3 separate regions of the Mus musculus genome follow, and all the other regions are linked to region 2. A link is a contact called in public Hi-C and promoter capture Hi-C data. All regions are on one chromosome and are shown on one strand. Each heading gives the region's core, a stretch centred on a gene start, on an enhancer-like site or on the middle of the called end of the contact. The rest is flanking DNA. Distances are from core to core; before and after follow the strand shown.

Evidence for each region. Promoter capture Hi-C pulls out the DNA fragments that hold promoters and counts their contacts. Hi-C and Micro-C count contacts between places; a contact is called where the count stands out from the background.
Region 1: a promoter capture Hi-C map of pre-B cells shows a contact between it and region 2, with 4 times the contacts expected there. The contact joins the promoter of Pramel12 here to the promoter of Rcc2 in region 2.
Region 3: a Hi-C map of CD4 T cells shows a contact between it and region 2, with 10 times the contacts expected there. The contact joins the promoter of Pink1 here to the promoter of Rcc2 in region 2. A contact is called at or near these places in 1 of 39 promoter capture datasets (liver), 1 of 484 Hi-C or Micro-C datasets (CD4 T cells) and 1 of 115 datasets of contacts at active chromatin or transcription factors (embryonic forebrain).

The regions. Positions count from the first base shown.
Region 1 is chr4:143,411,120-143,413,819 of GRCm38.p6, reverse strand. Pramel12 (PRAME like 12) reads right to left here and starts at 1,394. Exons shown (of 5, transcript NM_172877.3): 1 at 729-1,394.
Region 2 is chr4:140,700,142-140,702,841 of GRCm38.p6, reverse strand. Rcc2 (regulator of chromosome condensation 2) reads right to left here and starts at 1,369. Exons shown (of 13, transcript NM_173867.5): 1 at 1,192-1,369; 2 at 407-695. The coding sequence starts at 685.
Region 3 is chr4:138,324,928-138,327,627 of GRCm38.p6, reverse strand. Pink1 (PTEN induced putative kinase 1) reads left to right here and starts at 1,332. Exons shown (of 8, transcript NM_026880.2): 1 at 1,332-1,795. The coding sequence starts at 1,409.

The sequences.
Region 1 (2,700 bases), core at 145-2,644, 2.7 Mb before region 2:
AAATGGATCTCTGTGCATTCCAGGTCACCCAGGGCTACAGAGAAACTCTGCCTAAAAAAAAAAAAAAAAAAAAAAAGTAAGAATGTAAATGAATAAAATCCAAACTCTAAGAAGATGGAATTAAAAGGATCAGATAAGACTATGTCTTCAAAATAAAATGAAATGAAAATTTTAAAATGTGAAGTCAGATATGATGAGACTACATGTGAATTCTACCATATTCTGCATGTGACTCTGTCTCTAAAAAGAAAAATTAAAATAAGCCTTAAATATTGAATCATTAATTCAACATTCAGAGGGGTGAGGCAGTCTGAAGCCAACCTGAGCTAGACTAAGGCCCCATCTAAAAAAACAAAAACAAAAACAAAAAACAAAGAAAAAATTTAACTTGACACAAACCAAGGTATAATTCTAGATATTCCATTAACTTTCAGCTTGTAGTTCCAGCTTGGGGAGGCAGATGCAGAACTGCCAGGTAATTTAAAAGCACTCTTGGCTGATCTGCGTTCTAGGTGGGCCTGGGCAGCAAAGTAAGGTCATGCCTCAAATAAAATAAAATAATAAATGAAACCAGCAAATTAAGGTCGAAGATGATGGCAACCATCACTATTAGTAAACTCAATGCCTGCGATCTGTTCCTGGGAAGAGAAGAAATCAGAGTTCCTTTGGCATCTTGGGTCAAGTGGCCCTCAATCAAAACTGTGCCCTTCTGGAGGTGACTGACTTACCAGAAACAAGAACTGATGGCAGAACTCAGAATCCCAGCAGGCCCAGGCAGTCAGTCCAAGCTCGGACTCCAAGTGCTGGTGAGTGTCTTCCCGAGCTTCTCTAAAGCTTTTATAGCCATCTTCACTTCAAACTTCCGGCCTGAGGCGTTTTCATCCGTCTCGCACTTCCGGCCTGCAGCGTTTTCATCCGTATCTGTCTCGCACTTCCGGCCTGAAGTGTTTTAGCCGTATCCGGTCCCACACTTCCGGGTTCCGTTTTATACTTCCGGCCTGAAGCGGTTTTTATTTTTTTGTTTTTCGGCGGTTTGTTTTTTGTTTTTTGTTTTCTTTTTGGTCGCCCCTCCCCCGGCTCGGTCCGCGTATTCTGTCTCACATTTCCGGTTTGTAGTCCCGCCTGTCAACCACAAGCCGTCCTCTGATTGGATGACTGAGTTTCCGCCACGTCTGGGCGTTTTCTGTTTCTGTATTGATTGACAACATAGTCTCCGTGGAAAAGGAAAAAAAAAAAAGAAAGAAAGAAAAAAACAGCCGGGAAAACCGCGCACATCCGCGGAGAGGCAGATGCAGGCGGATCTCTGGGGAGGTAAAGCCAAATTCACGGAGATGAGGGAAAAAAATCCTGAAAGCCGCGGAAGCGGTTCACGCCCTTAATCCCAGAACTCCTGTGAGCGATTCAGGCGGATCCCTGTGACGTCCGGAGCAGCCTGCTCTACGTAGAGCTCCAATACAGCCAGGACTACATAGTGAAACTCTGACTCAAAAAATAATAATTTAAAAAAAAAAACTGAGATTCCGTGAAAGTCAAAAGCCGATGCGTTAATTCACTTCATTCAATTTGTTTTCTGTATTTGCTTTACTTATTTATTTTCTTGTTAATTCACTTGGTTCTGCATTTCTTTCATGAATGAAAAAATAATAAACTAAGGACATGGCTGCTTCTAAGTATGGTGGAGGAGGAGGTTTATTGTAGGGGAAAAGGGAAGCATAGGCAGACAGCTGGGGGAGTTCAGAGTGGACATAACCCCTGAGCCATAAGACCCGGGTGCTGTGGCCAAAAGGTAAAAAGGGGGCAGGTAACTAAAATGGCTGGGTTATATAGAGAAGGGCAACACAAGCTGGAGAATTTGGGGTAGAAGGTGGAGTGTGCCAGCCATACCCTGTAACAAGGGGTACTGGGAGAACGTGGCAGCCTGGTCCACATTGATATGTTAAATAGGCACCTCAGCCATTTATTTGAGACTTAGAGTTTCAGAGGTGGAATCTTGCTCAGTACCTAAGGTTGATTTGGAACTCCAACTCTTAGCCAGTCTCCAGTCTCCACCTTCCTCTGGGGTTGAGCCAAGAGGAAGTTGTGAGCCAACATACCTGGCGGAATTGTATTCATTTGTGGCCCACTTAGTTCTAAGTATGAGTCACTGGGGATAGGAGTTTTAATCTGTGCCTGACGAATAGACATTTCTTAAAGCTGATATTATTATTGGCAAAGTTACGAATATGTTCTGGATCAGGGCCTGAGCTGGATGCTCTCTACCAGTCATCTGCTGTGGCATCTTCTCAGAAGGCAGGAAGATGTTCCCATTAATACTGCAGTAAGTGGCCTGGGAAGAAAGCTCAGTTTATAGAACAGTTGCTGCCCAGTATTCTCAAAGGTGCACTGTCCAGCAAGCACTGCATGCACCAGACAGACACTGTGGGGCATACTTGTAATCTCAGAACTAAAAAGTTAAGAGTTAGGAGGATCAGTTCAAAGTCATTTTTCCCCAAGCTTCATTGCCGGCCCAGGCTATATAGACCCTTACTCTCAAACGATGAAGAAACTTGCCTTTGAGAACAAAGGTTTTCCACATTAGGTTTTCCAGAAGGTAGAAGATGCTTCAGAAAGTGTCAGCCAGCACACTGGCTAGAGAACATGCAATAGAGAGTGGGGGCTGTGGGGTGGGTGAAATGGCTCATAGGTAAGGAGACCTGCCAC
Region 2 (2,700 bases), core at 120-2,619:
CCGCGCCGCGCGGGCCCCCACCATGCCCCGCGCGCACCGGCCGGGCCGACCGCGCCGGGCTAACACGGAGCATGCGCGCCGCGCGCCAGGCCCCGCCCCCCCGGGGCGCCCGAGCCGCAGCGGCGGGAACCTCAAAGCCCCGGCGCGAGCCGGCTGCTCCCCGCGGACTGCCCTCCCCCCTCGGGGGGAGGAAGAGACGCGGGGGTGGGGGGGAGGAGGGGGGTGGACGCACGGGGGGGAAGGAGGGACTGACAGCCCCCGCGTGGCCGCGCACACCCGGTCCCCCCCCTCCCCCGGCCCGGGACTGGCTCCCCGGAGTTCCCCCGCGCGGCGTGGGGGAGGGGCGGGGCGTGACCCCACGGCGCCCCTCCCCCCCAAAACCGCCAACCGCCCCCGCCCCACTCACGACGCGCTCCTTCGTGTGCTCGGGCTCCGTGATGATCGCGGCCGCGCCGGCCGCCTTGCCCGCCGTCGCCGGCCTGGCTGTGCGCTTGCCGCCGCCGGGGGCCCCGTCCAGCTCCGGGCCGTCCTCGTCGCCGCTGCTGCCGCCGCCGCTGCTGCTGCTGCAGCGCTCGGGCCGCTCGCGCTTCCTGCCCGCGGGGCCGCCGCGTCGCCGGGGCCCCGCGCGCGCCGTGCCGTTGCCCGAACTCGGCTCCTCCCAGGCCGCCCCCTTCTTCCTGGGCATGGTCGCCGGGCTGCGGGAGACACACGGGGCGCACAATGCACACGGGGCGGGCTGCGGGGCGGGGGAGGGGACGCGCGGCGCGGCGTGGGCCGCCCCACCTGCTGCTCCCTCGCCCCTCCCCACGCCGCGCGCCACGCGGGGACCCCCCCCTGTACCCCGGCCGGGCCCCAAGCACCTGCGAGCACGCGCGAAAAGAGGAACTTTCGTGGGGCCCCAGCCCGGCCCCCGCGGCCCGGCGCTCGCCCCGTCTGCTTTTTTTTTTTTTTTTTTTTTTTATTGATTTTGAACAATGGGATCTCTGTCTGTCTCCGATTAAACCACGTGGATCCGCCTTCCTTCCCCTTCTTATTCATTCCGTCCCCCAACCCCCCCTTCCCCAGCGTCTTTTTTTTTTTTTTTAACCTTTCTCGGGGGGGAAGGGGGAGGGAGAGGAGAAAAAAAAAGAGGAAAAAAAAAAAACTTTCCCAGACCCTGCAAACTGGTCCCAGACGGTTTCCAGCCCCTACCTGGTTGGAGTGATGAGAAACGAGGAGGGAAGCGACTGAAAGACGGGGTCGAAGGCTTCTTCTCTCCCCGGCCGGGACGAGGGCTCCAGCCCACTCACCAGATACACTTAAAATGTAAATACGAGCTTCCAGAACAAATGCTACAACACAAAACAGAAACACATGTGCGGCCGGGCGGCAAGCGAGCGCGCGCGCGGCGGGCGGCGAGGGGCCCCGGGTGCGCGCGCCCCCTACCGGCCGGAGGACCCCACCGCCCAGCCGGGCCGCCCACCCGAGCCTGCGTCCCGGACGCCCGGCGCCACGCCGCAGGCCCCGCTGGGCCCCGCCGCTTGCGCGCTCCGCACGCCCTTGCACGCAGCGCGGCCTGCGCGTCACAAGGCGTCTTCGGGGCTCGGGAGAGTGTCAGATTCTCTTGTTTTTTCCCCCTGAGCGTCTAGACAGGTCACCTGAGGACACTCGCTGGAAAATAGTTGCTTTGCTCACGCAGCAGCCAGCGAGGGACGTGCCCTAATTGAGTGATGGGAATGAAAAATGAACACAATTTGAGTAACTTTCTCCTGTGCAGACTCAGGGTAGATTTGATACGTCGTGGATGCGTCCAGAGTGTGCAGCCGGGTGCTGTTAGAATGATCAAGTTACATAAAGGTTTGGTGTAGTATGAAATTAGTAATTAGCTGGGGGACGTACTATGAAATTAGTAATTAGCATAGGTGGACTTGAAAGTACTTGTGATGGGAATTTTCTTCATTTTAAAAACGTATTTACCGCGCCTCAGTACAAGCAAGACTAGATGCAAAGGTGCTAGAAGCTTAGAATACAGACCTGGAGAACAAGATCTCTGCCCAGTTGGAAGGCGAAGTAAGAGGAAAGATTAAGAAATTACTGAAAGCATGGTACTTACCGGGTTCCAGGATCAAGGAAGGCGTTCCCTGGGAGAGCTGAGTTTTAAAATTGTAAAGAATCTGACCTGGCAGAAGTGGGAGAGGAAACCTTTCCCCTACCCCGTGGGACAGTGCAGGGTCTAGGAATCCGGGAAGAGAAGTGGCCAGAGGTGCTGGGGTCAAGGCTGAGGAGTCGACAGGGCCCCCCTCACAGGACCCGACAAGCCACGTGCACGATCGGCTTGGTTGGAACTAGGGGAAGGTTTGCATCTCAGTGTCACTTTCTCTTCTGACAAATGTTTTTCTTTGGGGTTTTGTTTCCGTCTCATGTAGCCCAGGCTGGCCTGAAACTGACCGTGTAGCCCAGGCTGACATTGAACCTGATCCTCCTACTTCTCTCTCTCTCTCTCGAGCGCCCGAGTTAACACTGAAAGTTTCTTTTTTGGCAACTTCCTTGGTTGACTAGAGAGAGTTTCTAGGGTCTTTGCAGTTCGTTCTTAATTACATCAAGAAGCGGGATGGGGGCGGGGGGAGGGTGCACAGGACCAAACGTTTGAAGGCAGGCGGAGAATCCTGGAGAACCAAATCTAAGTTATTTGATCAAAGTCACCAGCCTGGGTGGAAGCAC
Region 3 (2,700 bases), core at 83-2,582, 2.4 Mb after region 2:
AGAGATGCCAGCGAGAGAGAATGGCGGAAAACCCGTCCCCTTTTTAGGAGAGTTATATTTCGCCTAGGACGCATCACTCCCTGATTGGCTGCAGCCCATGGCCGAGCTGACGTTCACGGGAAAGGCAGAGTACAAGTAGTCGTAAAATACCCTTGGCACATGCGCAGATTATTTGTTTACCACTTAGAACACAGGATGTCAGCGCCATCTTGTGACGGCGAATGTGGGGGCGGCTCCCAACACTACCTCTGGTGGGTAGTGGGTTAAAAGAGAGGTTAAAGCATTGAAGAACCATCATTTAAAATAGGCTTTGAAGGCTGGGCAGTGGTGGCACACGCCTTTAATCCCGCACTTGGGAGGCAGAGGCAGGTGGATTTCTGAGTTCGAGGCCAGCCTGGTCTACAGAGTGAGCTCCAGGAGAGCCAGGGCTATACAGAGAAACCCTGTCTCAACACCCCCCCCCCCCAAAAAAAATAGGCTTTGAAAAAAATTAAAAATTTCACTGGATGACCAGTATTTGGTATTATGTGATTTTACACACACACACACACACACACACACACAAAATTATGCTTAAGTCAGAGACAAGCAAAAAGATTATTCAGCCTGATGTGGTGGTATATACCTGTAATCCCCACACTCCAGAGGGCCATCCTAGTCTACAGGAAGAATTCCAAGCCAACCAGGGCTATGCAAGGCCTTGTCTCAAATAAAGTAAAATAAAATGAGTAAAAATAGTAACAGGGTTAATAACCTTATTATCAGCTAGCTATTCGTAACAAGCAGTTTAAGTCATAGGGATTTATTAAGCATCTGGGTGGCTTCTGGTTAAGTCTCCCAGTCAGTCTCAGACCTCAGCTCCTGCACCCACTGGTGCATAAATTATGGCCTTTGGTCAAGATTTCCCTCCAAGATCTAAGCCCCGGAACCTCCAACCTGTCTGTACAGGAGCATGAGAGCACTTGGGAGTGGGGGAGAAGAGCCAAGGTCTTCCCTCGATAGCCAGGGCAGTGTGAACTTCAACCTCAACTCTAATACCTGCAAGCAATCTGGAAACACCACAGTCGCTTATCTACAAAATTGGCACTCATATCATGGGGGGGACAGTCAAACTAGCTAACAGGTGTAAAGGGCCTGGATCGGTGACTGATAACAAATATTAGTTTCCTGGCTCAACGTCTCATCTTAACCAGGACCAGTGAAGTTGTTCACAACCCCTCGACCTGGGTTCAAAGTGCAAACCAGCTGCACCAAGGGATGCAGGGATGAGCGGGTAGCGCCCCCGCGTGCTGCGCAGGAGAACTGCCGGGGACCGCCCCCCGCGCTTGCGCACAGGCGCCGCCCCCGAAGTTTGTTGTTGTCCCAGACGTTTGTGGCGGTGGCAGCTGGCTCCGGTCACCGCGCCACCATGGCGGTGCGACAGGCACTGGGCCGAGGCCTGCAGCTGGGTCGGGCGCTGCTGCTGCGCTTCGCGCCCAAGCCCGGCCCGCTGTTCGGCTGGGGGAAGCCCGGCCCCGCGGCGGCCTGGGGCCGCGGAGAGCGCCCAGGCCAGGTCGTAAGCCCCGGAGCACAGCCTCGGCCGGTCGGGCTCCCCCTCCCGGACCGCTACCGCTTCTTCCGCCAGTCGGTAGCTGGGCTGGCGGCGCGGATCCAGAGGCAGTTCATGGTGCGGGCCCGGGGCGGCGCAGGCCCTTGCGGCCGAGCGGTCTTCCTGGCCTTCGGGCTGGGGCTGGGGCTGATCGAGGAGAAGCAGGCGGAAGGCCGGAGGGCCGCCTCGGCCTGTCAGGAGATCCAGGTGAGAGCGGCGGTGGGCGGGAGCGCCGGGAGCGGGCCGAACCGGGCCAGAGTGTAGCCCTGAGGCCAGCCGGGCCGGGGCGGGGCCTAGGCCAGGAGGAGGCGGGGTTAGGAGAGTGAGTGATCTGGGTGGGGCGGGGCCAAATTGGACAGCAAGGGCGGAGTTAGTTGGATAGTTGTTGGGGCAGCCTCAGAATCCTAGTGGTGTAGGGGCGGGTCGTGAACCAGGGCGTGGTAGGAGCCTGGGCATTGGGAAGGGCAGGTCTCTGAGCCGTGATTGGGCAATTTAAGGGGGTGGGGTACTCGTGGACCAGACTGAGTGGCTGGTGGCATCTTAGTTATGTGTCTAAGAGCATGAGGACATGCCTAGACCTTGGGGGGGGGGGTAGGTAGATCAGGGGATAAGGCAAAGATTAAAATCTATCTATGACTTGGACTATACATTTCTTGGAATTGATCTGTTAATTAAGGCTGACCTATTTCCCATTACTGATGGCCTGATATGCCGACACTTTGCAAACAGTATGGTTTAAAAGCTGCTGATTATTGGTCTCTGTTGCACTGTAACAAATGGCTTTGAGTAAATTTCTTTTCTTTTGGGATGCATAAAAGGGGGACAGAGCCTTGATTTGTATATGTAGCCCAGGTTTGTCTTGAACTTTTTTTTTTTTTAGTTTTTCAAGACAGGGTTTCTCTGTGTAGCCCTGGCTGTCCTGGAACTCACTTTGTAGACCAGGCTGGCCTCGAACTCAGAAATCCACCTGCCTCTGCCTCCCAAGTGCTGGGATTAAAGGTGTGCACCACCACAGCCCGGCTGGATGATAACATTTGGAATGTAAATAAATAAAATATCCAATTGAAAAAAAAAAGTCACTCAGGAGGCAGAGGCAGGCGGATTTCTGAGTT